Regions from separate parts of the Mus musculus genome. Here all the other regions are linked to region 1. The links are chromatin contacts, called in public HiChIP or PLAC-seq and promoter capture Hi-C maps. All regions are on one chromosome and are shown on one strand. The core of a region is the stretch at or near the end of the contact, and the rest is flanking DNA. Distances in the headings are between cores, read along the strand shown.

What was found. Promoter capture Hi-C pulls out the DNA fragments that hold promoters and counts their contacts. HiChIP or PLAC-seq counts read pairs in DNA pulled down with a chosen protein or histone mark.
Region 2: an H3K4me3 HiChIP or PLAC-seq map of embryonic hindbrain shows a contact between it and region 1, with 8 times the contacts expected there. The contact joins the enhancer-like site here to the promoter of Dnaja2 in region 1. A contact is called at or near these places in 8 of 39 promoter capture datasets (the 3T3-L1 cell line, the HPC-7 cell line, the SN4741 cell line and 5 more) and 4 of 115 datasets of contacts at active chromatin or transcription factors (the NIH/3T3 cell line, astrocytes, embryonic hindbrain and 1 more).
Region 3: a contact with region 1 is called in an H3K27ac HiChIP or PLAC-seq map of the NIH/3T3 cell line, with 13 times the contacts expected there. The contact joins the enhancer-like site here to the promoter of Dnaja2 in region 1. A contact is called at or near these places in 7 of 39 promoter capture datasets (the 3T3-L1 cell line, the HPC-7 cell line, the SN4741 cell line and 4 more) and 3 of 115 datasets of contacts at active chromatin or transcription factors (the NIH/3T3 cell line, embryonic forebrain and forebrain).
Region 4: a contact with region 1 is called in a promoter capture Hi-C map of liver, with 4 times the contacts expected there. The contact joins the enhancer-like site here to the promoter of Dnaja2 in region 1. A contact is called at or near these places in 7 of 39 promoter capture datasets (the 3T3-L1 cell line, the HPC-7 cell line, frontonasal cranial neural crest and 4 more), 5 of 115 datasets of contacts at active chromatin or transcription factors (SST interneurons, embryonic forebrain, embryonic hindbrain and 2 more) and 1 of 9 other capture datasets (adipose tissue).
Region 5: a contact with region 1 is called in an H3K4me3 HiChIP or PLAC-seq map of pro-B cells, with 2.6 times the contacts expected there. The contact joins the promoter of Hook2 here to the promoter of Dnaja2 in region 1. A contact is called at or near these places in 3 of 39 promoter capture datasets (3T3-L1-derived adipocytes, the C10 cell line and erythroid cells), 2 of 115 datasets of contacts at active chromatin or transcription factors (bone marrow-derived macrophages and pro-B cells) and 1 of 9 other capture datasets (adipose tissue).
Region 6: a contact with region 1 is called in a promoter capture Hi-C map of hematopoietic stem and progenitor cells. The contact joins the promoter of Farsa here to the promoter of Dnaja2 in region 1. A contact is called at or near these places in 2 of 39 promoter capture datasets (hematopoietic stem and progenitor cells and pre-B cells).

What each region holds. Positions count from the first base shown.
Region 1 is chr8:85,553,621-85,558,181 of GRCm38.p6, reverse strand. It overlaps Dnaja2 (DnaJ heat shock protein family (Hsp40) member A2), which reads left to right and starts at 2,821. Exons shown (of 9, transcript NM_019794.5): 1 at 2,821-3,012; 2 at 4,206-4,265. The coding sequence starts at 2,935.
Region 2 is chr8:86,474,468-86,478,743 of GRCm38.p6, reverse strand. No RefSeq gene overlaps it. Among named protein-coding and RNA genes, the nearest start is that of Abcc12, 90 kb to the left of the region's middle. Within about 2 kb of position 2,488, at least 34 of the 459 cell types and tissues checked have an H3K27ac peak or open chromatin away from gene starts, as enhancers often do. A contact at or near this core is called in forebrain and hippocampal neurons, where this site is marked.
Region 3 is chr8:86,447,028-86,451,374 of GRCm38.p6, reverse strand. No RefSeq gene overlaps it. Among named protein-coding and RNA genes, the nearest start is that of Abcc12, 120 kb to the left of the region's middle. Within about 2 kb of position 1,359, at least 28 of the 459 cell types and tissues checked have an H3K27ac peak or open chromatin away from gene starts, as enhancers often do. A contact at or near this core is called in the NIH/3T3 cell line and the SN4741 cell line, where this site is marked.
Region 4 is chr8:86,492,961-86,497,421 of GRCm38.p6, reverse strand. No RefSeq gene overlaps it. Among named protein-coding and RNA genes, the nearest start is that of Abcc12, 71 kb to the left of the region's middle. Within about 2 kb of position 2,116, at least 3 of the 459 cell types and tissues checked have an H3K27ac peak or open chromatin away from gene starts, as enhancers often do. A contact at or near this core is called in liver, where this site is marked.
Region 5 is chr8:84,987,737-84,992,211 of GRCm38.p6, reverse strand. Hook2 (hook microtubule tethering protein 2) reads right to left here and starts at 1,589. Exons shown (of 21, transcript NM_001372357.1): 1 at 1,460-1,589; 2 at 908-993; 3 at 763-835. The coding sequence starts at 1,504.
Region 6 is chr8:84,855,481-84,860,040 of GRCm38.p6, reverse strand. It overlaps Farsa (phenylalanyl-tRNA synthetase, alpha subunit), which reads right to left and starts at 3,055. Exons shown (of 13, transcript NM_025648.3): 1 at 2,860-3,055. The coding sequence starts at 3,006. It overlaps 1700122E12Rik (a long non-coding RNA gene), which reads right to left. Exons shown (of 3, transcript XR_106144.5): 3 at 3,376-4,560.

The sequences.
Region 1 (4,561 bases), core at 1,572-4,071:
GTGCTAGTTAAAGGCAGAAAGCAAAACTACTTTCTGAGTAGCCTGAATGACACATAAAGGATTGTCTGAAATAATCAGCTGCTCATTTCTCCATTTAATTACCTGTGAATAGGAATGGCCTACAGAATATAATAATGTATTTCATACACTCCTTCCCTAGTCCCTATCAATCTCCTTTATCCCAACCCAATAGCTCTCAATCAGACATACTGAATCAAAAATGAAGAAACTGAACAACAGTATAAGCTTGGAAGAAATCTGAAACCACTTTATCCTCAAACTAAATTGTTTGCCTAATGAGAACAGACCTCAGATGCACTGTGACTCAGCATTTTATGATCCTTCGATATGAAATGAGATGCAGATGTTTCCTCCATCCTGGCATTAGCTACATAACAGAGCTAAAACAAATGAAGTATCTCAAAAACTCAGAAAATGTCCGAGGTGCCACAATGCTCACACAGACACAGGCTTAACTCAGGCTCATGATGTCAGGAATGACAACATGTGTCAGATGACGCACAGAGCTATTCTGAAATAACTTGTGGCCCTACAAAATTAGCTAAGTGCTGACTACAATTACAATTCAGAAATGAACAAAATATTATAAATAAATAAATACAAAAATAGTTTAAAGGCAAGTAATAAGTAAAATAACAGGGCTGAGGGAATTTCCAGGATATCACAAGCTAAAACTTAATCAAGTGGAGATTTTTTTCCCCCTTACAAGAAAACAAAAAGAAAAAAAAAAAAACTAAACTGAAAGTGAGACCAACAGGGGAATCCTGCTCTTTTCAACAGTTCATGGACAGAAACAAGATACAAAAAGTAACTACACAGGGTACTTCCTTTCCTGTGCAGCAGAAACTGACTGAAAAGGGGATAGAGAAATGGAACTAATTATCAAACATGTAAGACCATGCGAAGCTACTGAGGAGCATTAATCCCAGAAGAGAGGAACTGAGGACGTTCAGGGAAGCCAGCTATCCAATGAATAAAGGTAGTATAAAAAGCCTGTAGGTAAGTAGGCCAACAATAAAGCTAACACACCATTGCTTTTACTCCTATTCTGTCTCCACATCCCAGGCACTGGGATTACAGGTGTGAGCTGCCACAATGCATTTCTGCAGTTATGGGGATTGAATCAGGGCCTCAAAAAGCCAATTCATTCATTGATTTATTACAAAGCCAAAGAGCAGCCTAAATAAAAAATTAGAGTAGTTGAATCAAAGTTCCCCCTTTGTTTTTTTCTATCTTTTCTTCTCTTTTTTCTAGAGGCTGAACCCAGGGCCTTAGTGTATTCTACTCAAGCATTCTACCAGCTAAGCCTCATCCCCAGACCATAAATACCATTAAAAATAAATAGCATCTTGCACTGAGGAAGTAACCTCAGAAAATACATTGCAGAGCCAAGCTTACTGTTAAAAGAAGGCAGAGCCAAGCTCCCAGCTTATACAATCTAATTTCAGGACTTACACTCTTGAATGATTAGGGGTCTTTGTAAAATTCAAAGTCAGAAGAAGGATGATCTGACTTCAACATCTGCCCCAGGGTTATTTTGGCTGATCTGGGTGTGTGGGTGAGTGTTCCCTCTTCTTCTTTGTATGTCCCTTCCTGAAACTGGGTATTTGATCAAGAAGAGAGGCTAATCTTTGGCAAAAGGGTATAAAATAGCTGTGGTCCCCTGCTAGAAACCTCCAAATAAGTCCTGGAAACCAGATAGATAAGCTATATTCTATTAAAGAATTTTGACTCACATGTGAGAACAGCATTCATGTCATAAATCATACTTATCAGGAAAACGAACATCAAATAAGACAGGAAGGTTCACCAGGTTATGAATTAAGGAAAACACTACAGGTTAAGGGGCATTTTGAATAGCAGAAGGAGCATCTAACTTCTCATGAGACTCTTCTGAGCGTTCAGGTTAAATTTCAGAAGTCTTAGCACGGCAGTGAAGGACCTCCAAAACTCGGTCAAGAAGAATAACAAGAAAGGTGTATCACCTCCACTGACAGACTTATGGCCAATGAGCAATTGTTTCCCAGTTCAGGTTTTCAACTGACCAGAAGTGTTTTACTATCGGAAAACCAGTTGGAAGGCAAGCTATACATTCTGGAATGTGGTAAAGCACAGAAATCTTTCAAGCTAAAGCAAAACGAAACTCGACTGACAGCCACCAAGTGCCGGCACGCTGCCATACTGTCTTATGCCAACCAAACCTTTGGCGTTAGCTAATTTTAAAGCTGTCAAGTGAGACACTTGAACACATGATCCCGGTGGAACAGGGTGACTTTGGTTTATCTGGATGCCCCGAAACCAACTGGGAATGTGTAAAAAAGATTTGTCCTTTCCTCCGATGTGACAGGATGGCTATGCCTTTAAAACCTCGTCTGCTAGGTATAAATCTGAGTATTTATGAATGAAATTGTTTCCCCTACGCAGAGGTGCTGAGGGGGAAGTTAAGGAGATGAAATGAGTTAGTGAAGGTGTTGATGAAATCACATCACGGGCGTAACTCGCTATTTGGGAACCTCACACACTCACACCCACGTGCTGTTTTTCACCGTGGCCCCGGGGGGACCACCCCGTGAGGATTCCACGCCGGCTTCTTTCCCTCAGGCCTCAGCCGCACCGAGAGTTCTTTATGAACGCCGCACACCGCTCCCCTCCACTCCGCGGTCGCTCGCGCGTCACGGAGCGGCGACAGGAAAGGGCCCCACCAGCCGCTCTCGGGCGCCCACCGCCCAACCCCGCCCCGCCCGGCCCCGGAGGCGGGGCCTTGTGGCGACGTCATGGCGCTGCGCCGGGTCAAAGTTCAGCCCCGCCTGCCTCCCCGCGCCGTCTCCTCGGCCTGCGCCGCCGCCGCTCGTGGTCCGGGTCGCGCTCCTTCCGCTCCGCCGCCTGCTTGCGAGTGCTGCCCGGCAGGCCGCCATGGCGAACGTGGCCGACACGAAGCTGTACGACATCCTGGGCGTCCCTCCCGGCGCTAGCGAGAACGAGCTGAAGAAGGTACTGGAGCGAGCCGGCCGGCGGGCGGGGCGAGGGCGCGGGGCCTGCGCGGTCTGGGCGGCCTGAGCCGGGCTGAGGCGCGGCGGCGGCGGGGGCGCAGTCGGCTCGGCTGACCTTGGGCCTCCGCCCGCCCGGCCCTGCGCAGACGCGGCCCGCCAGCTCGGCGCCCGGGGCCACCCGGAAAAACAGGTCGGACCGCGGTGCTCGCGCCGCCGGGCCGGGGAGGAGCTGACCGCCGGCGCCGGTGTGGGGCTGAGGGCCGCAGCCCCCGGCGCTGAGCAGGCTCCTCCCTCAGCCTCGCTCGCCCGGCAGCTGGAGCGGCGTGGGTCTGTTTGGAAGCATTGTTCTGTGGGCTGGAGATCTAAATACCCCGTGGCCGCTTCGGGGATGAGTCGTGTGCCCCAGCCAAACACCTGAGCGTGCACTCCCTAAAAATAAGACACGTCTTATTGTTGTCCTTTGTAGTAGTTCCAAATCATCTCGGGACTTGGGGTATTAATAAAGTCAGCATCTTCTCTGGCTGTCGGGATCCAATCCGCATTTGTAAACTGAGAAAAATAAGAATGTCCCGTAAGTACTGGGACTGGTAAAGTCCAAAGAAAAAGACTTCCTGTTACCCTACCGGAAATGGTAGGCTGTGTTATATAATTCATGAGTCTGTGTGAGGACTTACATGGTGCTTAACCACATCGCTTAATTGAAAGTATGTAGTTTCACCACCACCTAAGACCCCAGTTAGCCGACCGTGTGCGAGTAAAACATCACTTAGGACCTCCTGGGTGTCCTGTTAGAGGGCAGGCAGAGGAGCCAGCCAGCATGGGGAGAGATACTTGGTAGAAGTATCCTATGCTTAATTTGTAGTAGTGCTTGAGTTTCTGTAAAACGTAGTCACTCAATCTAAAATTTGTTTGGTTATTGTGGTCTCCTTGGTCTGGCTACTGGCCATCAAAGACATTTGATAATAGTTTGTAAAAAAAGAAAGAAAAAATGTTTCAGTATCTTCTTTGTTGTTTTATTTGTATTTTTCTTCAGTAACTTTGGGTATATTATTAGTAAATACTATTGAAGTGGAAAACGTTAAATAATAAGTGACATTTTTTGGAAGGCTGTAACTTTAGAACATTGCTTCTCAGAAAAGTGAATATCTTAAATTGTTTGCTGTGTATAACTCTTATCCAAAATCTTTTTTGAAGGCATACCGAAAGTTAGCCAAAGAATACCACCCTGATAAGAATCCAAATGCTGGAGACAAAGTAAGTCATTGAGTTTTATTCTTAAACTGAAACTTAAAATATATCACCCTCCCAGAAAGGAAAGTCCATTTATGCCTACAGAGTGAATTTTTCGCTGTTATTTTAATTTACTTGAAAATGACCTTAGTAAAACCTATTGCTTGTAATATTCTTCAAAGATAAGAAAAATTATAGCTATTGAGATAGCTCTGTGTTCCAAGTCTTGCTACCATATAAGCCTGACTACCTGAGCTTAATCCACAATGGAAGGATAGAAAGTTGTCCTCTGACCCCCATACATACTCCCACACTCATAT
Region 2 (4,276 bases), core at 1,239-3,738, 920 kb before region 1:
TTTGAATTACAGCCACAGAGTTATAGTGACCATATGGCTTGTACAGACTACAATATTTACTATCTGGGCCTTTACAGAGAAAGTCTGCCAATCTCAGAGCCAGGAGTTAAATTCCTAAGAGCAGGGCTCTTCATCTATCAGCTTTGTGCCGTACTTGGGGGCTTAGAGCCCCTAGGGTGGTAGAAGGGGAACATAGAAACCTCAGTTGGAGGATTTTCTGATGGCTTTATTTCCCCAGCAGTAATTTTCAATTTCTCCTAAATCTAGACCAGCCCCCTTTTCATGGGGGTGTTTCTCTTTACCTGTTACACCACAAAGAGCAGAGGGGTTTGGGGTACCCACTCTTACCCCAGCCAATCAACAATTACAGAATTAAAGAGCTAAGCCCTGCTACAGAAGGGGTACATAGACACACCTAGACCAACAGAAAAGGGCAGGAAGGGGAAATCACTAGACAGGAGACCCTAAACCCAAATAAAAACCCTAGACACCTTAGAGTTGGTGGTCTCCCCACTCTGGAGCCCCTTCTGTCCTGAGAATTCTGAAATGCTTGCCGATAAGCCATGCTTTCACTTTGCTGGTTTCCTGTCTAAGTTTTTAACTGACTCACTAAGTAGCCTATATGCTAGCTGAGGCCACGCCCCTACACCTGTCGACTGTAAGCATTCACTGAGTGCTTCAGGAATTAATTAAGGCAGGGGTTGTGGGCACTCGTTTGCTATAAAGACTAGAGTGAACCATTGACAGAATTATCTCGAAGGACTTATGGAAGGACAGAAGGATTCTAGAAGGACATATTTCTCAGAAAGGGACAGCGACAGCCCGAGGCCTGAGAAGAGGGTTTTCGATCTGGATACAAGGCAACATTGCTGAGTTCCCAAAATCCGGAATGTGGTGCGCTGAAAGGCAAGGCGGTAGAAACAGCTGAAGTGTGCTTCACCGTGTGTCTGGGGAGAGGCAAATGTCTTCCGAAGCTCGGGTTGATCTTTTTTTCTTTGTATGAAGCTACAGCTCTATATTTTCCATTGTTAATTCTGTACCAGCACAGAGCTCAGTGCTGGTAGGATTTTGGGCTTGTCGTTTCTATGACGTCACCGGATTTCCTATTTCGTAAATATTCATCCGTCCTCACCTGCCTAAAGGCAATCTAGAAATGCTCAGAGGTTGTCTTGCTGCTGATTGGTTGTAATAAAGATCTGACAGCCAATAGCTGTGGCAAGAATTAGGGAGACTTTCTGATGGAGGCACTGTGGCAGGGCCACTGTGAAAGGAGGGAGCCACAGACTGCCAAATAAGGCCAGGGGGCCAAGTTCATTACCCAAACCCTAAATCACAAAATTAGTCATGAAATAATCTTTGCTTTGTCTTTCTCTTTCCCCCTCTTTGTTAACAGCTCTTTACCTCACCAAGTTGCTTATGGCTGTGATCTTTATTACAGCAGTATGGATCTAACCCAGACACTGAGTAAATGCTATCAGCTGCCTCAGGACTCTGCAGATTCATACCCATGCCCAGGCCTTCAACCTTGAGTTTACACCTTCAAGAACTGTAGGAAAGAAATGCATTTCCTTTATAAAATTTTCTACTCTTAGGTATTTTGCTATAACAATGGGTTAGTGAGGGTGTTACCAGAATGGCCTCAGCTCACACAGGTGTCCACAAGTTCATTTCCTGCCCAGCCCAGGGAAGATTGGTATTTCTGACTGCTCCCTAGGTGTCAGAGGAGAGCTAGGGGGTGGGGGTGGGGGGGACAGAAGGATTTGTCAAAGTGGACTCTGTTCTCATTTGCTCTTTGTTACTGTGATAAAACATTGGCCAAAATAGCTTGGGAAGGAAAGGGTTTATTTATTTCAACTTGCACTTCATTTTAAAAGTCTATTACTGAGGAAAGTCAGGACATGAGCTCATGGCAGGAGCTTGTAGGCAGTAACTAAGCAGAAAGCATAGAGGGATGCTGCTTAGTGGCTTGTTCCCAGGCTTACTTTCAGCTTTCTTTCATAGCTGCCTAGGGATGGTACCACCCATAGTGGGCCCTCCTACATCATCAATCAAGACAGTGTTCCACAGACAAGCCCATAGGCAAGCGTTCAGTTAAGATTCCCTCTCCCCTGTGGCTCCAGGTTTGTGTCAAGCTGACGGCTAAAGCTATGACAGGCTCCCTGTGAGATTCAGGCTCAGCATCCATCCAATGCTGAGATGAATATCCTGAAGCTCTGCTAGAATGTTTCCAATGTGCTTTTGTGGTTGTGATTTCTCTGGGAAAAGTTCCTTCAGCTGTCATCCAGTCGATGAGTCTGAGGTTTTTAAGTCATTCCCTGGGAAGAGAAAATTTCTCTGTTTGGTCAAGGATGCTGTCACATTTGTCTTACTTTGGCAGCTGTCAGATATTTGTGAGGGCATGTGGAAAATCAGAGGCATAAGCCCTTGGGTGAAGCCTGGTGGTCCACCTCCTCTCTGACAGCTCATTCTTCTGGATACGACTCTACTCAGGGCCTGGCTGCCGTTTCTTGCATCTGAACCAATGGCTGGGAGGCTCAGATTCTCTCTCTTACTAACCCCTTACTCAACGTCCCCACCACAGGGAACCCTAGGCCTCTCCGTTTTCACAATGTTGGTATGAACATAGCAATAACAGTATGTTTGCTAACCTCAGACCCTGCAAAGTCTTCCTCCTGGGGTCCTTTGCTGTCTTGTGTGCTCCAGCTTGCTGCCACTAGAGGCTGCTGTGGTCAGGGGTATAGAGTCCAAGGCAGAGCTGCTTACAAAGAGAGGAAGAGAGAAAGACAAAGCAAAGATTATTTCATGACTAATTGTGTGATTTAGGATCTAGGTAATGTACTTGGCTCCACACCTCATTTGGCAGACCGTGGCTTCCTTCCTCCGCAGTGGCCCTGCCACCGAGGCTCCATCAGAATGTCTCCCCAGTCTGACCTATTGGCCTTGTGTTGGTAGGTACAGGCGGCTGTGTGTAGCTGATGCAAGCTGTTCTCTGTGCTTCATCTCTAAACCACGACTCAGGGGGATTCTTCCTTTGAGGGGACTTTTCCAAGGATGCCGATGGGAAACTGATTCTGAGTGATGACTTTTGCGTAACAAGCATGGGAGAGAGCAAAGGAGAGTTGGGGGCTAGGCGTGGTCAGTATGTTTCTGATTCTGTAGTTCTCCATCAGGCTAAGATTAAGATAAAGGACTTGTGTAACCTATCTGAGCATTCATTTAGTACCTATTGTATGCAGGAAGTGTTGTTCCAGTTCAGTACTACTCTGGAAGCTCTCTTTGGAAAAGCAGGATGGAGATTTGGATGGGGAACTAGGGAAGAGTTGAGGGGTTTTGAAAGCATGGTTAAGAATAGCTAGGAAAGCAAGAAAACTTGTAAATTGGAGCTATTTAATATATCAGGAAATAGAACCTGGATGGGGCAACAGTGGATTCAACATGCAAGGCTTTCTTTATTCCCTGTGATTTAAAGACATGGCAGTGGAAAATGGGTCCCTGCTGAAGTCTGATTTCCCCATGTTGCTGAGCGGCCACAGTATTCTTATTGTCATTCACATCTTGGGCAGTATTTACTTAGAATGATCAATTCATCACGAAGGACATACACCAGTGCTTATCAAATGAGATCTTTGCATTCTGAAAAGACCTAAAAACAAAAAATCCAAACCAAACCAAACCAAACCAAACCAAACCAAACCAAACCAAACCAAAATCACTCTTTCTGGTTGAAAATGGATTCCAAAGGAGCAGCATTAATTACAGGGTCCCTGGGCCAATGACTTCAGTATATACTTTGGGCGCACCTACAATTTAGCCCTTTACGGTCCTTCGGTGGGTCTGTGATTTTTGTGAGGCAAAATCCAGGCAGGACTTTTGCCCACACTGTCTTTGGTTCTCCCCTAGGAGCAGAAAACTCTACAGGAGAAGATAAATAACTTGGAACTATAGTTCCTAGATCCTTGTGCAAACAGGAAGCCTTTGGCGTTTGTCTTGTGGTCTCCCTGCCGTGGTGTCTTGCCCCATGCCATGGGCCTCCCCATGCCCCATGCCCCATCTCCCATCCTCCATCTTCCCCAACCCCGCCCCCGTTTTCAAGACAGAGTGTTGAGGGATGAGTAGTCTAGAGAAGGCTTCCACTAATGCCCAAGCATATGGAAGCCTCTCATGGTCTACCCTCTGAGCATCAGGACCAACATGCAAGGGGCTGGACCTCTATTTGACATTTATGAGATGCTTGGCTAATACAGTAACCCCTCCCTCTGAACCAACAGATATCTTC
Region 3 (4,347 bases), core at 110-2,609, 890 kb before region 1:
TATATCCATTCAGATTGGCCACATTTCAGGTGCTTAGCCAGTGGGACCAGAATGGCTACTCCATTGGACAGTACACGTGATAAGATTATTAGCATATGCCTCGGAGGAGGAGGAGGAAAAGAAGAAGGAGGGGTGGGAGGGGGGAAGGAGAGGAATAGGAGGACATAAAGGTCAGGCCTGCTAGAGGCTGCTCAGGGTGGTGCTAGGAGAGGTTGGGTGACTGGGTGTCAGGGCCGGGAGTGAGTAGAGATGGCAGGAACTCAAGTAGAAGACACATTCCCTCTGCGGTCAGCTTGGGTGGGCTGATGGGAACTAGGGACACAGACATGGCAGAAGAAGGCATCGGGGCAGCACAGTTACCCCAGCCACAAACAATCTGAAAGGAGAAAACCACGTGATTTCCAGGAGACCAACACATAGTTTGGCCTCTGAATACTAACTTAGTTTTCATTGATTCACAGTATTTATTAAACACCTACTATGTCTTGGAGACTATTAATGATTTAGGGTTAATAAGTGGGTTCATGTCCCTTCATCATGGAATCTACAGAGTACTTAGGAAGGGAGGCAATGATAAACAAATATATATGAATACGACTGTTTCAGAGACTGGTAAAGGTGCAGGGGAGGGGAAGGGGAGGTGAGTAAGCACCAGAAGACTGGGGACACAGTTAGGCTGTATGGTGATCTAGGCACTTCCATTTGCCCCTCCATCCATGTCTCTCTTTTTCCTGCAGCTGAAGGTATTGGTCGATGCTGGTTTTGTAGTTTTGATTATCGTACTGCAGTTGTGTAGGGTGTTAGCCAGGGGAGACTGGATGAGTGATATGGAGACTCAGATGTCCCAAATTACTATCTAGTCAGAAGAAAAATAACTAATTATGTTGGTGCATACCTTTAATCCCACCCCTTGGGAGACTGAAATCTGATCATTGTGAATTTGAGGCCAGTCTGGGCTACATAATGAGTCCTGCTTAAAGAGGAGGAAGAAAAAGATGGGGAAAGAGGGGGAGGTTAAAAACTGCACAACTCATGATGAAAATACATGCAACATCTGAGAATCTGCATTTCACCACACTAGTGACTGGGTCATTTAACAGCATTGGTCAAACACAACAGGGTGTACTCTATAAAGCTCAGCCTTCACAGACAGGCTGCCCTTGCTAAGGTTACCAAGCCAAGTATCCTCTGCTCTCCTGACATAGTGTGCAACACAGATACAGGGGCTGGACGTACCTGGGCATGCCGCCCATTGTCTCTACCCCCACTAAGTCACAGCGGCTCAGTTTTGAGCTGTCTGGCCTCTGTGGTTCCACTGGCCAGGAGAAAGAAGGGAATGTTGGATGACTAATCCCCCTTGGGTCTGAGATTCTTCCCTCCAAGTGCAGATTTGCTGCAGATTTGTGTGACTCTAAACCACTGGGGCCACATAGAAAGAGCCAGAGAGAATCTGCATTTCTTGCACTGGCGGGAAGCAGGAGTAACCCCTGTAAGGATAACACAGAAGTCTGGCTGTGTCCTCATGCATTAACTTGTGACATCCTGCCCATGGCTATCATCATCCTCCTCCTCCTCATTTTATATGATAAAATAAAGCACAGAGAGATGAAGGGTGTTGCCCAGGTTCCATCACTCCCAAGAAATGCAACTCGTAAGTCAGCCCTTGACCACTGTTCTATTGCTATTTCTGAAAATGGAAGCATTTCCTCCCTCCACGGGATGGAGGCAGAGAAGATGCAGGAAGCTAGGGACACTTACAAGGCTCAAAAAATTACAAGATTCACAAGGACCCTTCCCATTGTGACAGGGAGAGACAGTACAGATGTTTCTCCATCTTGTATTTTTGCTGAGGCCATTTTAGATTTAACTCGAATTTATTCTCCTTGATGGAGAATCCTGTGGGAAATTAGCCTACTCCATTCTAGGACTCTGAGGTCAAGATGCCCCCAGCTAACTTATCTTAGTTTCTGTTAAACTGAATGCCTGTGCAAACCTTGCCCTCCAACTGCCAGTCAAGATACCAGGATGTGGATTTTGCCTTTCAAAGTCCCTTGATCGAAACCCTTGGCCCTATGCTTGGGTCTTGAACACCTGAACGTAGCCTCACGTGGCTGGAATAAAGACTTGCAACTGGCTGTAAACTTTGCTGAGTGGTCATCTCTAGGGGATTCCCAGTAACACAGGTTGTGATTAGATCTCCAAAACAGGGCACCCCAAATGGCAGGGAGAACAGAATTGGGGCCGGCTGCCAGCACATTGTGCAGGGTGCTTTAAGAATGTAGCTTTTCACTTATTTGGGGGTAAGCTTTTCAGACACGTAGATTCTTTAAATCACCCGAGCCCCTGTGGATAACCCTTTACCTCATGGGCTTACCAGGCAGAATTGGACAGAGTAGTTCCTTTACTCCATCGTTGGTGTACTTTCTATGGGTAATAGATATTTATTCATTCATGTCTCCCCCCTCCAAAAAAAAAAGACCTTTGTTTTCAGCCATACAACTAACATGACATGCAAGGGACACAGGCTGCCCAGTGCCTGGAAAGAGTAGGGACAGGAGACAGAACAAGATGACCACGTTTTGAGGGGTGTCCCTTTTAGCTCTGGGAGCTAGGGTCCTATCTCAGAGTAAATCAGACATACCAAATGGTTTTTGTTTCATTGAACCCAGACTCAGAGAGGCACATTTAAAACAACTTCACTCAGAGAAGGTCACACTTAAAGAATTCAACAAAACAAAAACAAACAAAAACAAAAAACCCAAAACCCTCAGCTGCTTCTCCTAGCAGTTTGGGAGAGCATCCATCTGCCGAATGGATTCCCTCCCACCTCCCGCCTCTCTCCTCCCAACCTTACTCTTTATGGGTGGTTCGTGCCCAAGCACACACACAGTGCATTTATTTTGTTTTCTCTGTTCCTTGTACAGAAATTACAAAGTGATAAATTTTCACTCTAGAAATAATTAAACTAGCATAGAAATCTATGTTGGAGGAGGTGAACGCCTCCCTTGCCCACACCTTTGCTGTCCTTTGCTTTCTGTTACGATAAACTCTAGGACCAAAAAACGTTTGGGGAAGAAAAGCATTTAGCTTACCCCTCTTATGTCAAATGTAGGCTGCATGAGAACAAAGACGTCTTGCATACTCTCATATTCCCAGGACGGGGGTCAGCCTGCTGTATTTATTGAGTGCCAACTGACTGGCTGGGTGCATTTGCTATTCAAAACTTTACAAATCGTGGACATTACTCCACACTGGACATACAGACCCACTTCATGCCATAATCTAGAAGTACTTAACATGAGGGTCTCCTCACTAAGAGGTGCCTAGGGGTCTTGCCTTACCTCACTGTGACATTTCTGGGTACATGTGCAATACACTTGGTTCATGCTCTCTCCCCTGCTCTTCTGCAACCCCCTCCCCATTTCTCCGTATCTTTCCACATCCCAGGAGGTCCCCTTTTCTTTCATGTCCTTTAAATCTGGCTCCACATAGGAGAGAACACATATGAGACTTACCTCTATGGTCTAACTCACATTACTTAATATGATCTTGAGTTCCACTCCCATAAAAACACATGGCAAGTGGGAGCACTCCACCTCAGTACTGGGAGCACTCCACCTCAGCACTGGGAGGCAGGTGGGTCTTAGCTCTCTGACCAGCTAGCCTTGCCTGGTTTCTGAGTCTTCAGTTCCAGTGAGAGACACTGTCGCAAAAATCAAGGCAGATGGCTTCTGAGGAGCAACATAAAAGGCTGGGCTTCACATGCCTGGGCACAATGTGCACCTTCAAGCACCCACACGCGCACATGCACACACATGTGTGGATGCAAGGAATTACAGTATTTGGGTCTGTAATAGTCAGTTTTCTTTATCAGCTTGATGGACTTGAAAAACGTGATTGCTTAGTGAGGCAGGTTTGTCAGGAGAGTTCCAGAGAAGACTTGACCTAAGTATAGGCAGGAGTCCTATGGGCTGCGGGTCAGACAGCCCGTGTGTTATGGCCGGTTTCTTCACACCCACTCAGCCTCAGTCTCAGGCTGCAACTTCCACCAGGCCTCCCTGCCATGATAGTATGCTCTTATGTTGTGAGCCAAGATAAATTTTTCTTCCCTTAAGTCGCTTCTTGTTAGGCGTTTTAATCAGGTCCAACAGACAGAAGCATAGCCAGTGCAGGTCTTCTCAGCTTAGGACTTGTGACAGTGACAACATTGCCTAAGGAAAGAAACCACCATTTGTTTAAAAGAGGTTCACTTTTCTAAGAGCTGTCTCTCAATTCAGTTAATCAGTTTGCTTAATTATCCTGATCAGAGGATTTGAGGACAGGATCGCCACAAAACAACAAAGCATG
Region 4 (4,461 bases), core at 867-3,366, 940 kb before region 1:
CCAGGTCTACTATTGACTTTGCATTTCTTTTAAAGTGAAATTGCATGCAGCATTCTTGAGCGAACATTCTCATGGTGTCAATTCAAATACAAACTGTAATTATTAGCTGTGGGCAAAGCACCTGGGAGGGCTATGATTAAGTTTTAAAAACAGCTCATGACCACCAGGCATGCTGGTGCAGGCCTGTAATCTCAGCATTCTGGAAGCCGAGGGAGCGGGACCACGAATTTGGGGCTATCCCAGGATATAGAATGATATACCAATGAGAAAGCCCAAACAAACCAACAACTAACCAACACAAAACAACAACCGCATGGAGGGATCGATGATTCTTTTTTTTCCTTTGAAAAGATGATATGCCAGTCCCACTTTTCTTAGTTAGGAGATGGTTCTCTAACCTGGAAACTGTCCCAAATTCATTCAAAGACTGGCTGGGAGAAGGAGGATCCTAGCTTCCAGCTTACTGTTGTTTCCACGCAGTCTGTCTCAGACTGCTCTCTAGAAGGGAGAAACCAAACCAAACCAAACCAAACCAAACCAAACCAAACCAAACCAAACCAAACCAAAAAACAAACCAAACCAAACAAAACAAAACAAAACACTCTCCTCTCTAGGGAATCTATCATATTAAATAAATGACTTTCAGGTGTCAATGAACACATAGCAAATTGCTAGAGGATGGTTAAAGCTTGATGGTGAATTTATTGATTTACTTATTTCAAGCATTCATTATTCATTCACTCAGGTAGTATTGTGCTTGATCATTTGTTTTTCTGATCCTGCCTCTTGTCTTCATTGTTAAAAGGAGGTCCGAGACTAGAGATGTAGTTTGTTGGGCAGTGGTCATGGGAAATAAAGGGGGTGGGAGCAAATCCGCATCCTGCCAGATTTCCGGTGCTTTGGGCAGGCAGACTCGGGGGACTGCCACAAGCTCTCTACGTGGCCTGGGTGGGTGTCTGGCTGTGGGAAGCCACGGAACCCCAGTCCAAGGAAGAAGAAAGGGACCAATCTGGGGTCTCTGGGCCTCATGGAGGCCAGAGGTGGCCACTTCTCCATCTTAGACATCCCAGACATCACTGGATGTCACAGAAAAGTTGAGAATGAAGTGGGGGCTTTGTGGGGCAGTTCGCCCTCAAGCCGAAGGGAGAAGAGGGCAGGGGGAGAGGGGGCACAGTCCATGATTAGAGCGCAGGAAGGCCTCCCAGCAGGAGGTTAGATACAGCTCTTTAGAGGAAAGCCCGCTCTGTTGTCCCAACACAGCGAGTCTTTATGAGCAGAGACAGTCTATGGTTTTAGAGCTTTACTGTAGAAAGGCAGAGAGAAAGAGAGAAGGTAGAAGGAGAGAAGCTGGCCATGGCTACATGGAGAGGGGGGAAAGGGAGGTGGAGAAAGAGAGCTAGAGATGAGAATAAGAGAGGTGAGAGCTTAAGAGAGAGAGGAGGGGCCAAGCAGCCCCTTTTATAGTAGGCTGGGCTATCTTGCAGTTGCAAGGTAGCTGTGGGAAGGAGGCTAGTTATCTGGCTATTGTCAGATAACTGTGAGGGTGGAGTTTAGCCAGAATGCCAGTAGCTTGGGACATTGACTGTGTGACTTATAGTCACAGGATTATGGAGTTGGGGGCTCTGTGGTGTTAGGCACCTATGTCTGTCTGGGAGCATGGCTCACGGTTCTGTCCCTTGTAGAGTTTCTACTGGGTCTCCGGAGTAAGTCTCACTGGACCAGAAAACAGGCTGCCTTTCACAGTCCCACAGTAGTTCAGCAGCAGAGGGCTTGTGTAGGGTGCACAAGGTCATGTGTTTGATTCCTAGCACTCTAAATAAATAATCAGAGACAACATCGAAGGACAGAAGGCCCAGAGGATGCTGGAAAGGAGTAGCATCCTTGTAATGATGAGGGCTGGAAAAGCCTGTGCCTGGTTGAGAGACGCGTTGGAGAAGTCTTGGGAACCTGATAACGGAGACATCAGAATTGCACTTGCCAGTCTTTAATGGTGCATGTCACCCCTGTGGAGCAAGACACTCTTGACTTGTTTGTGGTAGAAAGACAGGAGAGTCAATTCCCCTCTGAGGCATGCAGCCATTTAAATGGTTTCCTGCTTTGATTCTGCAATGACTGAGTCAAAGATCATCTGCATAGCAGGATCGTTAGGAAACAACAGGCCGCTCTACACTGAGAGTGCATTTGGCTTGGCAACCCAACGGATTATTTGAAGTGGTCATAATGGCACTACGATCCTCATTAAACTCCTCAGCTTTTCTAATGTAGGGATTGTAGAGCCAAGTGTCCTCATTCTGGGCAGAGACAACATAGCTTTGTCTAGACTGGGCAGCAGGGCATGGGATGGAGCAGAAGGCATGGACTTGATGATTGCAGCAAACACTGCGAATGGCCCTCCGTTCCTCTCTTCCACTGTAGTGTGCTTCAGTGCACTCCTGCTCCCTACAGTTGGGAACGTTCAGTTCTTCCTAGGGGCCTGATAGATTGCCCAAAGCCAAGGGGAGGCAGCAAGCCTAAACACTCCTGTTCTGGCAGGACACCTCCAGCAGACTGGTTTGGCTTCTGAGTTTGGGGATAATTGTGAAGTGTGATTTCCACTTTAGACTCCTCTGTGGGTTTTGGCTAATTAGCCCTGGAATACTTCACTGAAACTATTTTCTTTCTAGAATTTTCATCTTCTTCTTCCTTGTCATTCAGTGCCCTGATATATCCAAATCCCACCCCTGATCCAAGAAGATCTTTTTGATAAATTATGAGCATATAAATATCAAATGTATTTCTGGGAACTCTGACCTCTCATGGGGAGAGGACTGTCAAAGAAATCTGAGCTCCAACTCACACTCACCATTTCCAAGTTTCTAGGACCTTGGAGATGATTACTGCCATCCTCAGGCTTGAAGTTGGGTTGCTGACACTACCAACTTTCTGCAGAGTGGGCCTGAGATCTAAACCAGGCCAATTAGAATGTCATATCTCTGTGGCATCATGGAAAGTTGGGTTGGACATATGGCCTAAGCTGAGCTATCTGTCAAAAACAGACCTTAGCTGGCACTAAGTAGGGAAAATGAATTATCCCCTTTGGATAGTGGAAAACTTAGACTTTTAGAAGCTTTAAGATTCAAGATGCCACTTTTAATGTCACAGGGACACAACCTGTCTAAAGATGAGGCCAACACAGAAGAAAGTGCAGTGAAGAAAGCCAGAATGTGTAACTTGGTACTTTGGGATTCCTGCCTCTCTTGAAAGATAGTACCTTTCTTATTGGCAGTTGTGTTAGCTTTTCATCAATACAACAAAATGCCACAGGCAATCAATTAACAGAGAGAACATGTTTACCTTGGCTTATAACCTTGGAGCTTCCAGTTCATGGCTTTGTTGCTTTGAGCTGCTGGCACAGCAATGGCAGGTCTTGGCTGGGGATGGTATGACAGAGCAAAATTGTTTACTTAATGGTTTGGAAGAAACAACAACAAAAAAGGTAGACAGAAAGAAATCACTGACCCACAGGATCCTTCAAGGGCACCTCCTCAATGACCTAAAACCTTTATCTGTCCATACCTTTGAAGGTAGCTCTATTCTCAACGCTGTAACTAATCCTTTTATATACCAGCCCCTTGAACATACTCAACATCCAGCCTGTAGATTTGCTGCTGTTGGTCTGCCCCAGGATGCTAACCTATAGTGACCCCCAGAGCTTGCTGGCCACATCCCCAAATACAAATCCCATTACACTGCCAGAGCATGTTATTTTACACTCAGAATGGGGGAAAGGGCCCCTCACTGCATGTCCAGGCCAGCTCATGGGGCCAGGGTGGGAGCTATGTTCAGTTTCAGGTTCAGCCTTCTCCTGATTACCCTAGGGGCATTGCTTAGGTTGTTGGCGGGTCCCCAAAGTCTTGCCATCATCAGACACTGTTTTCAGAATGTTATTCAGATTTCCTCATTGGTTCTCAGAGCAGTGCAGCGAGTGCGTGGACTTCGCTGATGGCTGAGGTTGTGGTGCTGCTATCTGAAGTCACGTTCATGATTCCTGTCTTCCCGCACTTATTGCATGATTCACTGTGCTCTGTGTATAACATGTATGGGCTCACGCAAAGAGCACTTGATTCTCAGTAGGTGGCACTATTTTGGGTGCTCATAGGAATTTTAGGCAGTAGGGCATAGCTGGGGGAAGGGGTATGAACTTGAAGATTGTAGCTGGTTCCTGGTCTCATCCTCTCTGCTTCTTGGACACCGTGAGGAGACTGACTATGCTCCTCCGTATCCTTCACTCTGTGATGCTTATGTGGTCCAGACACAATAGTTTGCCATGATGGACTGAAACGACTGAAACCATGTCCGGAAATCAATCTGCCCTCATGGTATGTATGTCAGGTGTTTTTTATCACTACAACACAAAAGTATCACAACACAAAAGTAACTCACACAATTACCCTTGTATAAAAGCTTATTTGCCTTTTGGCC
Region 5 (4,475 bases), core at 340-2,839, 560 kb after region 1:
CAGAGAAAGAAAGAGAATATGAGGATGCCTGCAGAGGCTACAAGTGTCACATCCCCTAGAGCAGTTGCAGGTGGTTGAGAGCTGTTTGATGTCTGTGCGTCCTCTCTGGAGAAGCAGTAAGTTCCTCTGGAAGAACAGTATCCATTTTTAACCACCAAGCCATTCTTCCAGCCCAGTTTTGTTTCTTGAAGCAGTGTGTCATGTGGCTCAGAATGAGTTCTAACTTACTGTGTAGCCACCCAAGATAACCTTGATGTCCTGATCCTCTGGCTTGCTAAGTACTGGGACTCCATGTGTGCCACATGGTCTGGCTACCCCTGCCCATCCCCCCTCCCACCCCCCACCCAGCATACCCTGCTACTTGGGATTGAACTCAGGACCTTGTGTAGGGTGAGCAAATTCTCTTTTGCCAACTATATCCCTGGCCTTTTAAAGGTTTTGAGACGGGATGATGGATGGTTTACCACCCTCCTGTATTAACACACCACCATAGCTGGGATTACAAGCATTTGCCAGCACACCTCTTGGAAGTTAACATGTGTTGTGTGTGTGCTTTTGCCCACATCATAAGAATGGTGGCAAGTTTTTTTGTCCTATTGTGGGTGCTCAATATAAACAAAAATAGCTTGCTGATCACCAGACATCTGGCTCTCTTCCTGACAAGACTGCCTGTCCATCGCACAGGACATGTATCTAGCTTTCCCTTTGCCTTCACCTCCTTAAGTCCTCTAGTTATTCCCTAGTCATGAGTCCACCTGTCACCTTCAACCTCCAGCTGGGGCTTGAGTCCTCTGAGATGCCCTGGAGCCATTCGTTGTTGAACCAGGAAGGGTCTCTAGGGGCAGAAAGATGGGATGAGCAGGCTGGGGAGCCCTTCAGGATCCTCCCACTCAGCCGCCACACTCACATCTGATTCAGCACATGGGCTATGGCGAGTCCGCTGCTCAGGTCCTGGGGACTGGCACAGGGGGGTGAAACTTGGAACGTCTGCAACTAAAGGGGGAAGACGGAAGGGCAACAGGAAAATTGAGGACCTGGAATTGCAGACTTTTTCCCCAGCCATCAGACATTTCACGGGGTTAGAAAGGCATTAGCCTGTAGCACCAACATATCACATCTTCGGGGGCGTGACTTCTACACGCCTAGGCAAGGACGGGGCGTGGCTTCATTTTACCTATCCTGGCAAACCCTGCAAACCTAGGTCAGGGCGTTACCACCAGTCACCTGGTCCCCACTGCTAACATGTGACCAGGCCTGTGCCCTCCAGAGGGGCGTGGCCTCACCTGGTCTTTTCGCTCAGGCCTGCCCACGTGACAGACGCAGGTGGTCAGGTCAGAGTCCAACGGCCCAGCAAGCCTACGATCTATTCCTCCTTCCAGGTCCAAAACCGAGGAAAGAAGACCAAGACAGGACGAGAGGAGAGGGCGCACACCTGACCCAGCCCCGCCCCCCGACCTACCCAGGTGAGCAGAGACCCGCATAGCTCGGCCTTGTCCACACTCATGGCTCCGGATCGAATTCGATCCGGGCCAAGGAGCCCCGGCACGCAGCAGCAGCCTCCGGGTCCGCCACCAGCGAGCGCCCGAAGCCCAGACCTCCCGCTCGGCCTAGAGCGCCGCCCCGCTCCACCCCGCCCCCTAGCCATAGGCTCCGCCCCAGACACGTGATCTCCCATTGCAAACACTTGCCTCGCCATCTTAGATGCGGGACATAGGCAAGTGCACATTCTGCCGCTAGGTGTCAGTCTGGCTCAGTCCTGCTGCTGGTGACCTCCACTCCTCGCGGCTTCTCTTTATGTAGTGGAGTGGTCCTCAAGATCCTTTTAAGGCGGATCTACCGCACCCAGTTTCACAGGCACTTTAATGGTTCCCCCCCAAAGCTGAAAGAAATCCTCCGGTTTAGCCGCGTTATGATCTGAGCCTTTCTTAATGTGGGCGCAGAGAATAATTATAAATCCTGTAGTCGTGGAGTGAGAGGATCTTAAAAGCGTCTTCCCCAGAGAAGTGATTCTGGCTGGAGTCCTTCTGAAAACTCGGGTATGGTTGGGAGCAGGAAGGGTCAAGTATGTCCTGAGTAAAGGACATAGCACTTGCCCAGCCCGGGGTCTCTTTCCTGCGAGCTACTCTGCTCCTTCCCGGCCCCGGGTGCTTTGAGCACCTTCCTGCCCTAAAAAACACTCGACCTGGCCAAAGCTGCGGGTGATCTGAAGCCCACCAGGGGGCGCGCAGAACGTAGGAACGCATCCTTCTGGGAAAAGGGTGCGTCCACCGGTTGAGCCGGTTTAGGGGAGCGCAGAGAGCTTAGAATTTTTTGACAATAAAGTCTCAAGACATCATTTGTGGAGTGCTTACTGTTTTCAGACTTTACAATAAGCTATATATCTACAGACAATTGAATGTTTTCCACGACCCTAGGAGACAAGGGCTACTTTAATTCCCAGGTTTTGTTTCTTAATTTTAGAAACTGTATTATTTAATTTTTTTATTTAATTTTTTTTTAATCCGCCGCTTTGCAAATGAGTAAACAGCGGCTACAAAGTACACGGGCTTTGACGCCAGGGGTAAAGCCCAGACCACGCCCTTTGACCCCTGGGTCCACTAGTAGCCCCTCCCCTCTCTGGCGGGTGGGGTAATGTGCTGTAATTAGAGGCTATTAAATGTGCCCAGAGGGAGGAGTGGAGCCGGCTCTGCTTTGGGGCGGGTTCAGTTCGGAGGGGGATAATGTTCTGCTTCCATCCAGGCAATGAGCCGGGATCCAGTCCAGCGACCCTGTCCTGGTTGGGTGAGCCCAGCGACATCAGCCACCCGCCCTCTATCTTACTAGAGTTGTTAATCTACTACAGACACTCGGTTGCAACCCACTCAAACTCTCAGCTGCACACACCAGAGAGCCTTGGAGGCTGATTCACACTTCCACAGACCCTCACGCCTTGTTTTCCTGATTCCAGTCCCTGAGACCCTGTGGAAAGGTATAGAAGGGAGTGTGCTTCCAGACTGGACTGGGCATGGGGCCTGCCAACTGGCTCCCCCATCCCACATCCACCAGAGTTGATGCCCCACAGTGGAAACAAAGCTGTGCTGTCCTACACACAAACACACTGTTACCAGGAACCATGATTGTTAAAAGAATGTGTGACATTCTGGGACACAAAAATTTAGGGTGAAGGTTGCATTGCAGGGATTTTGAAGTTTAGGAGAAATCTGAGAATCCAGGTCTGGGAAGTGACTTAAGGTGTCCCAGCGTTGGTGTGATATCACAGGTGTCCAGATGTTCAAGAAGTCAAGATTTAAATGAAACTGGGAGGCAGAGGCAGGCAGATCTCTGAGTTTGAGGCCAGCCTGATCTACAGAGAGAATTCCAGGACATCCAGGGCTACACACAGACCCTGTCTCAAAAAAAAACAAACAAACAAACAAAAAAACCAAAAACCCAAAACAAAAAGATTTAAATGAAGCTTAGGAGCTGAGTATGACGGTGCTCCTGCCTTTAATAGCAGCACTCCAGAGGCAGAGGCGGGTGGCCTGCCATGAGCCTGAGGCCAGCTTGGCCTACATATTGAGTTTCATGATAGCAAGGACCACATTAGAGAGACCCTATTTCAAAATAAATAAACACATAAGGAAACAAATAGTGAAGATACTTCACTCTCTGATGGGGAAGAAGTTATAATCTTCCACAGGGTCAGCAAGAGTCCCATCTTTTAGGGGGAAGAAAAGAAAGCTTTGGTGTTGGCAACAAGGCAATCTCTTTTTACAACCAAGGAGCAATGCTCTGGATATAAGTGCATTTAATTCTGCAAAAAGAGCCACAAATCCTTCCTTTGAGAGGGACCTTGCATTTAGAAGGATGCCAACCCATTTTAGGTGTAGGGAACCTCCAAGTTTGCAGAGATCCGAAGGCCCCCATTTATAGGAACCTAGAATCCCTGCTCTGCAAGTTTGGAAGCCTCTAGCTGGTTTGGGGACCCCACCTCGAACATGTTTCCAGGAACAGCTGGACCCAGCCTGAGTTGTACTGCTGGGAAGTGAGTGACTCAACCCCTCCCTAAGGCCACAGCTGGACCCCAGCCCATCCCCTTCAGCCTGCACATCTGGATGTTGATCCAGTCATCACAGCTGGGATGGGGACCCTGGGTTCCACACCAGAGGCCAGTACCCACCCACCCCCATTAGTATGCAAAATTCTCTGTGAATTCCATGTTCCATTGGCTTGGGGACTCTGATAATCTTCCCGTACCTGGTTACTGCAGTTCTGCTGGAGCTCCTATCCTGTTCCCACCTCTCAACACTGAGTATCTAAGTCCAAGGGAAATGTGATCCTATCTGCGTAGGTGCGAGGTGGTGGGTCTATGATTGGGTTAGCCTCCACTTGTGTCTTGGGATCCTGGAGTTTGTTCAGCTGAGTGTATGTGTGTGATTTGATGGCTGTCAGGAAGTTCAAGGCATCAATCTGCATAATACATAATCTTAGAAGAC
Region 6 (4,560 bases), core at 1,806-4,305, 700 kb after region 1:
CCCCATAGACAAACTTTTGCTTTGTTTTGGAGACCAGGTTTCTCTGTGAAGCCTTGGCTGTTCTGAAACTTGCACCCTAGACCAGGCTGGCCTCAAACTCGGAGCTCTACCTGCCTCTTCCTAACAAGTGCTGGGATTGATGGCATGGCCACCACCAACCCGGTTCAGACAAGTTCTTTTTCAGTGCTAGGAATGAGACACTGGGCATGCTAGAGGAGCCTTCTGCCACTGCAGCACACCCTGAGCCTTTGTGCCTTCCTCTTCCTTCTGTGTGTGCAGTGTGTAAGCACATGGGATGAACAGGTACACATGTGCTTGGTGGACAGAGGAAGCCAGTCACACTCTATCACCCTTTGCTTGTTCCCTTGAGAGGGTCTCACAAAGAAACTCGAGCTCACCATTTTTCATCTACGCCGGTACCAAGCCCATCCTAACAACCCTTCTGTCTCCAGAGCTCCAGGTTACTGGGCTCGAGAGGCCATGCTGAGCTTTTACACATGTGCGTGGATCTGACTTCAGGTCGTATGCCAAGTGCTCCTTCTGACTGAGCCATGTCCCCCTAATCTTGTATCTTGACTGCACATGTCTTTCATCATTTATACACAGGCTGCTAAAAGCACTTTTCTTTAATTTTACAGAAAGGCTTGAACAAATGGCCTTTCTATAATATACCAAAGTATACCCAACTCTAACTCCTAAACCGATGCAGTACTTGTTTACAATGTAAAGGCTTGGGCTGGAGAGATGGCTCAGCGGTTGAGAGCACTGACTGCTCTTCCCGAGGTCCTGAGTTCAAGTCCCAGCAACCATATGGTCACTCACAGCCATCTGTAATGGGATCCAATGCCCTCTTCTGGAGTGTCTGAAGACAGCTACAGTGTACTCATATAAATAAAATAAATAAATCTTTAGTCGGGTGGTGGTGGCACACGCCTTTAATCCCAGCACTCGGGAGGCAGAGGTAGGTGAATTTCTGAGTTCGAGGCCAGCCTGGTCTACAAAGTGAGTTCCAGGACAGTCAGGGCTACACAGAGAAACCCTGTCTCGAAAAACCAAAAAAATAAAAATAAAAAAATAAAAAATAAATTTAAAAAAATAATAAATCTTTAAAAGAAAAAAAAGAATTTAACGGTTTAATGGCAAAGATCAGGGGAGAAAAGAATATCGAAGTTTATTTTAAATAATTGGCTGAAAAATAAAATCAAGAAAGCCATGAGCCGTATCCCTGGCACCTATATCATATTCCCCATCTATCCACAACACTGAGGACTGCAGTGTGTACAACTAGTGACGTTTGCTGGGTCACTACACTAAGCACCAGCTGTCTTATGTGCAAGACCCAAAAACAATGTCAGCATCCTAAGATTATGGCAAGGACTACAGAACAGAGCTGAACTTGAGTACAGAACTTGTGCTCAAGAAATAAACAACCGAGAGCCTGGCCTCATGGATCTTGCTTCCTGAGTGGTCCACAAATCCCTCGTCATTCATTTCTTCCTAGTATGTTTGCCAATGCTGGAAGGATGGGTTTCCTCTCTGCCCCTCTTCCTTACCCTGAATCTTGGGTCACCTGCCTCCCCATATCGGACACTATGCCCTCCAGTTTAGGGATGTTCCAGCCTCAGCTCTCAGCTCCCCACCCCAGCTCTCAGTTTAGCCTGGTATTCCTTCTGAAAACTAATACAGAGAATACAATCTGGCTGGCTACAACTCCTAGTATAGTTCTCCATTCTTCTCCTGAGATAAAGACACACAAAGCAGGCTGTGCATGGTGGTAAAATCGTGTAATCTTAGCTGTTGGGAACCTGAGGTAAGGAAAGCTCGTGAACTCATACACAGTGAGTTCAAGGCCAGACTGGACAGTGAGGGCCTGTTTCAAGGTTAAAAAGTATCCCAGCATTCGAGAGGCGGAGGCAGGTGGATCTCTGTGAATCTGAGGCTGGACTGGCCTACATAGTGGCTTACAGCATATCCAGGGCTATGTAAGGAGACCCAGCCTGAAAAACTGAACAAAGACAGTAAAAACCTACAAAAAATTTTTAAAAAGAAAAAAGTACAAAGTGTGGTGGAGAGGTGCTTCAGTGGTTTAAGAGCAATAGCTCCTGCAGAGGAACCAGGTTCAAGTCCCAGCACCTACATGGAAGCTCACAGCCATCTATGACTTAAGTTCCCACCCTCTTCTGGTTTCCTCCAGCTTGTGGTGCACATAACTTAGGCAGGCACACATATATACATAAAAAACAATAACTCTAAGAGGGTGAGTATTGGTGGCATAAGCCTTTTATCCCAGCTCTCTGAAGACACATGGATCTTGGTAAATTGGAGGCCAGCCTGGTCCAGATAGCAACCATATTTTTAGGGTGTAGCTTTTGACTAGCAGCAGAAGGCCCTAACATGGAGATAAAAGGGGAAAACAGGAACCTTACAGAACCATTTAATTCTGCCCTGATGGTCTCTGCGGCCTATAATCCCACACCAATGCCCTGCCACTGATGTCTTGGATGCCATCGTTTTCCTCCATTGGCCTCGAGTCAGTTTCCATCTGTACCTGATCCCGGCTCTCTGTCCCGCAACGCTAAGTCAACTGTCACAGCTAGTTCTCTGAGCCTTCATATCACTCTGGTCATTTGTGTTTCCCCATTAGATTGCAACCCCTTTCCGGGAAGCGACTCGTCTTGTCACACCCCTACATGTGCCATGTTTTCGCCTTAACAGACATTAGTCACTTGAGAAACGAAAACTGTTCCAGACTTCCCACCAGCGCACCCCACGGTGCACCAGCACGTAATGTCCCTTCACCAGAAATAATGGGGCTGCCGGTATGAAAGCGAGGCCGAGCCGCGGCACGCCTGGACTCACCTCACCCAGAGCTTGAAGGCTCTTCACTGCGCCCACCACCGCCTGGTGCTCCACACCCAGCTGCGTAGCCAACTCCGCGCTGTCCAGACCGCCATCAGCTACCTCCAGCCGCCGCAGCAACAGCTCCAAAACGGGATTATCCGCCATGGCTACTCCCAGCGTGCTTGGCGTGTGCAGGCCGCCGGACCTGACTAGGGGACCGGAACTGGAACCGGAAGTCGCGATAGCGCGTGCGTTGCCATTTTTAGTGTGGCGCAAAGGGCGACTTGGAAGCTGGTCGTCGCCATCTTAAGTGTGGCAAATGAGCCTCAAATGTACTTAAGGGATTCAGGATGCTGCATGTAGTTTGACCCCAGTGGCTTTTAGTTAACTAGTGAAGTCAATTTGATGACTTGAAGGGCAAAAGTAGTTTTCTTTTGGGATTTTTGTTTTATATCTTGAAACAGGTCTTCTTTAGCAGAGGCTAGACTTGACCTCCTCATCTCCTGCCTACTTCTCCCAAGTGCTAGGATTACAGACAATCACTCTAAGGCTTGACTGAAATTCTATTGGTTTCCCCCAATAATTTTCATCCAGCCACCACTAGCAGGCTCAGATCACTGCCATCCTTCAAGAATTCTCAGCCGGGCAGTGGTGGTGCGTGCCTTTGATCCCAGCACTTGGGAGGCAGAGGCAGGCAGATTTCTGAGTTCGAGGCCAGCCTGGTCTACAGAGTGAGTTCCAGGACAGCCAGGGTTACACAGAGAAACCCTATCTCGAAAAACCAAAAAAAAAATTTTTTTAAAAATCTCTCTTACCTAGAGAGAAGGTGGCACTGAGTGGTGGGCTTCAGGCATGACCATTCTATTGATGTTTTTGTTGTTTTAGATTTATTCACTTTATTTTTATGTGTGAGGTTTTTGTCTGTATATATGTCTATGCACCATATGTGTGCATGGTGGCCTCAGAGGTCAGAAGATGGCCATCAGATCACATGGAACTGAAGCTTTGGAAGTTTGTGAACCATCAAGTGGATTCTGGGAATTGAACTATGGTCCTATGCAAGAGAACTTAACAGCTTAATACTTAATATTTAACAAGCGCTCTTAAGAGCTGAGCCATCTTTCCAGGGCCCCACTCTACAGATGTTAACTTTTTTTACATTTTCAAAAGGAATCTGGGTAGGGAACCATATATGTTTAGGGAGGAGGGATTCACTTAAGACAGTCACAAAGCCTGCTGACCTGCATGGAGTACTTCAGGGATTTTAAGTTCTCCCTAAAATTCATAATGTAGATACTATATAAATCTCTTCTACTTTACAAGAGAAAAAATGAGGCTTGGAGTTAGAGAGATGGCTCAGTACTTAAGAGCATTGACTATTCCTCCACAAGTCCTGAGTTCAAATCCCAGCAACCATGTGGTGGCTCACAACCATCTGTAATGAGATCGGATGCCCTCTTCTGGTGTGTCTGAAAACAGCTACAGTGTATATATATTAAATAAATCATTAAAAAATGAGGCTCAACTCTCTTTGCCCCATCTACTGCGAGAATGAAGACCATTCTCAGCAATCAGACTGTCGACATTCCAGAAAATGTCGACATCACTCTGAAGGGGTGCACAGTCATTGTGAAGTGGCCCCAGGGGGACTCTGTGGAGGGACTTCAATCACATCAATGTGGAGCTGAGTCTTCTTGGAAAGACAAAGAAAAGGCTCCG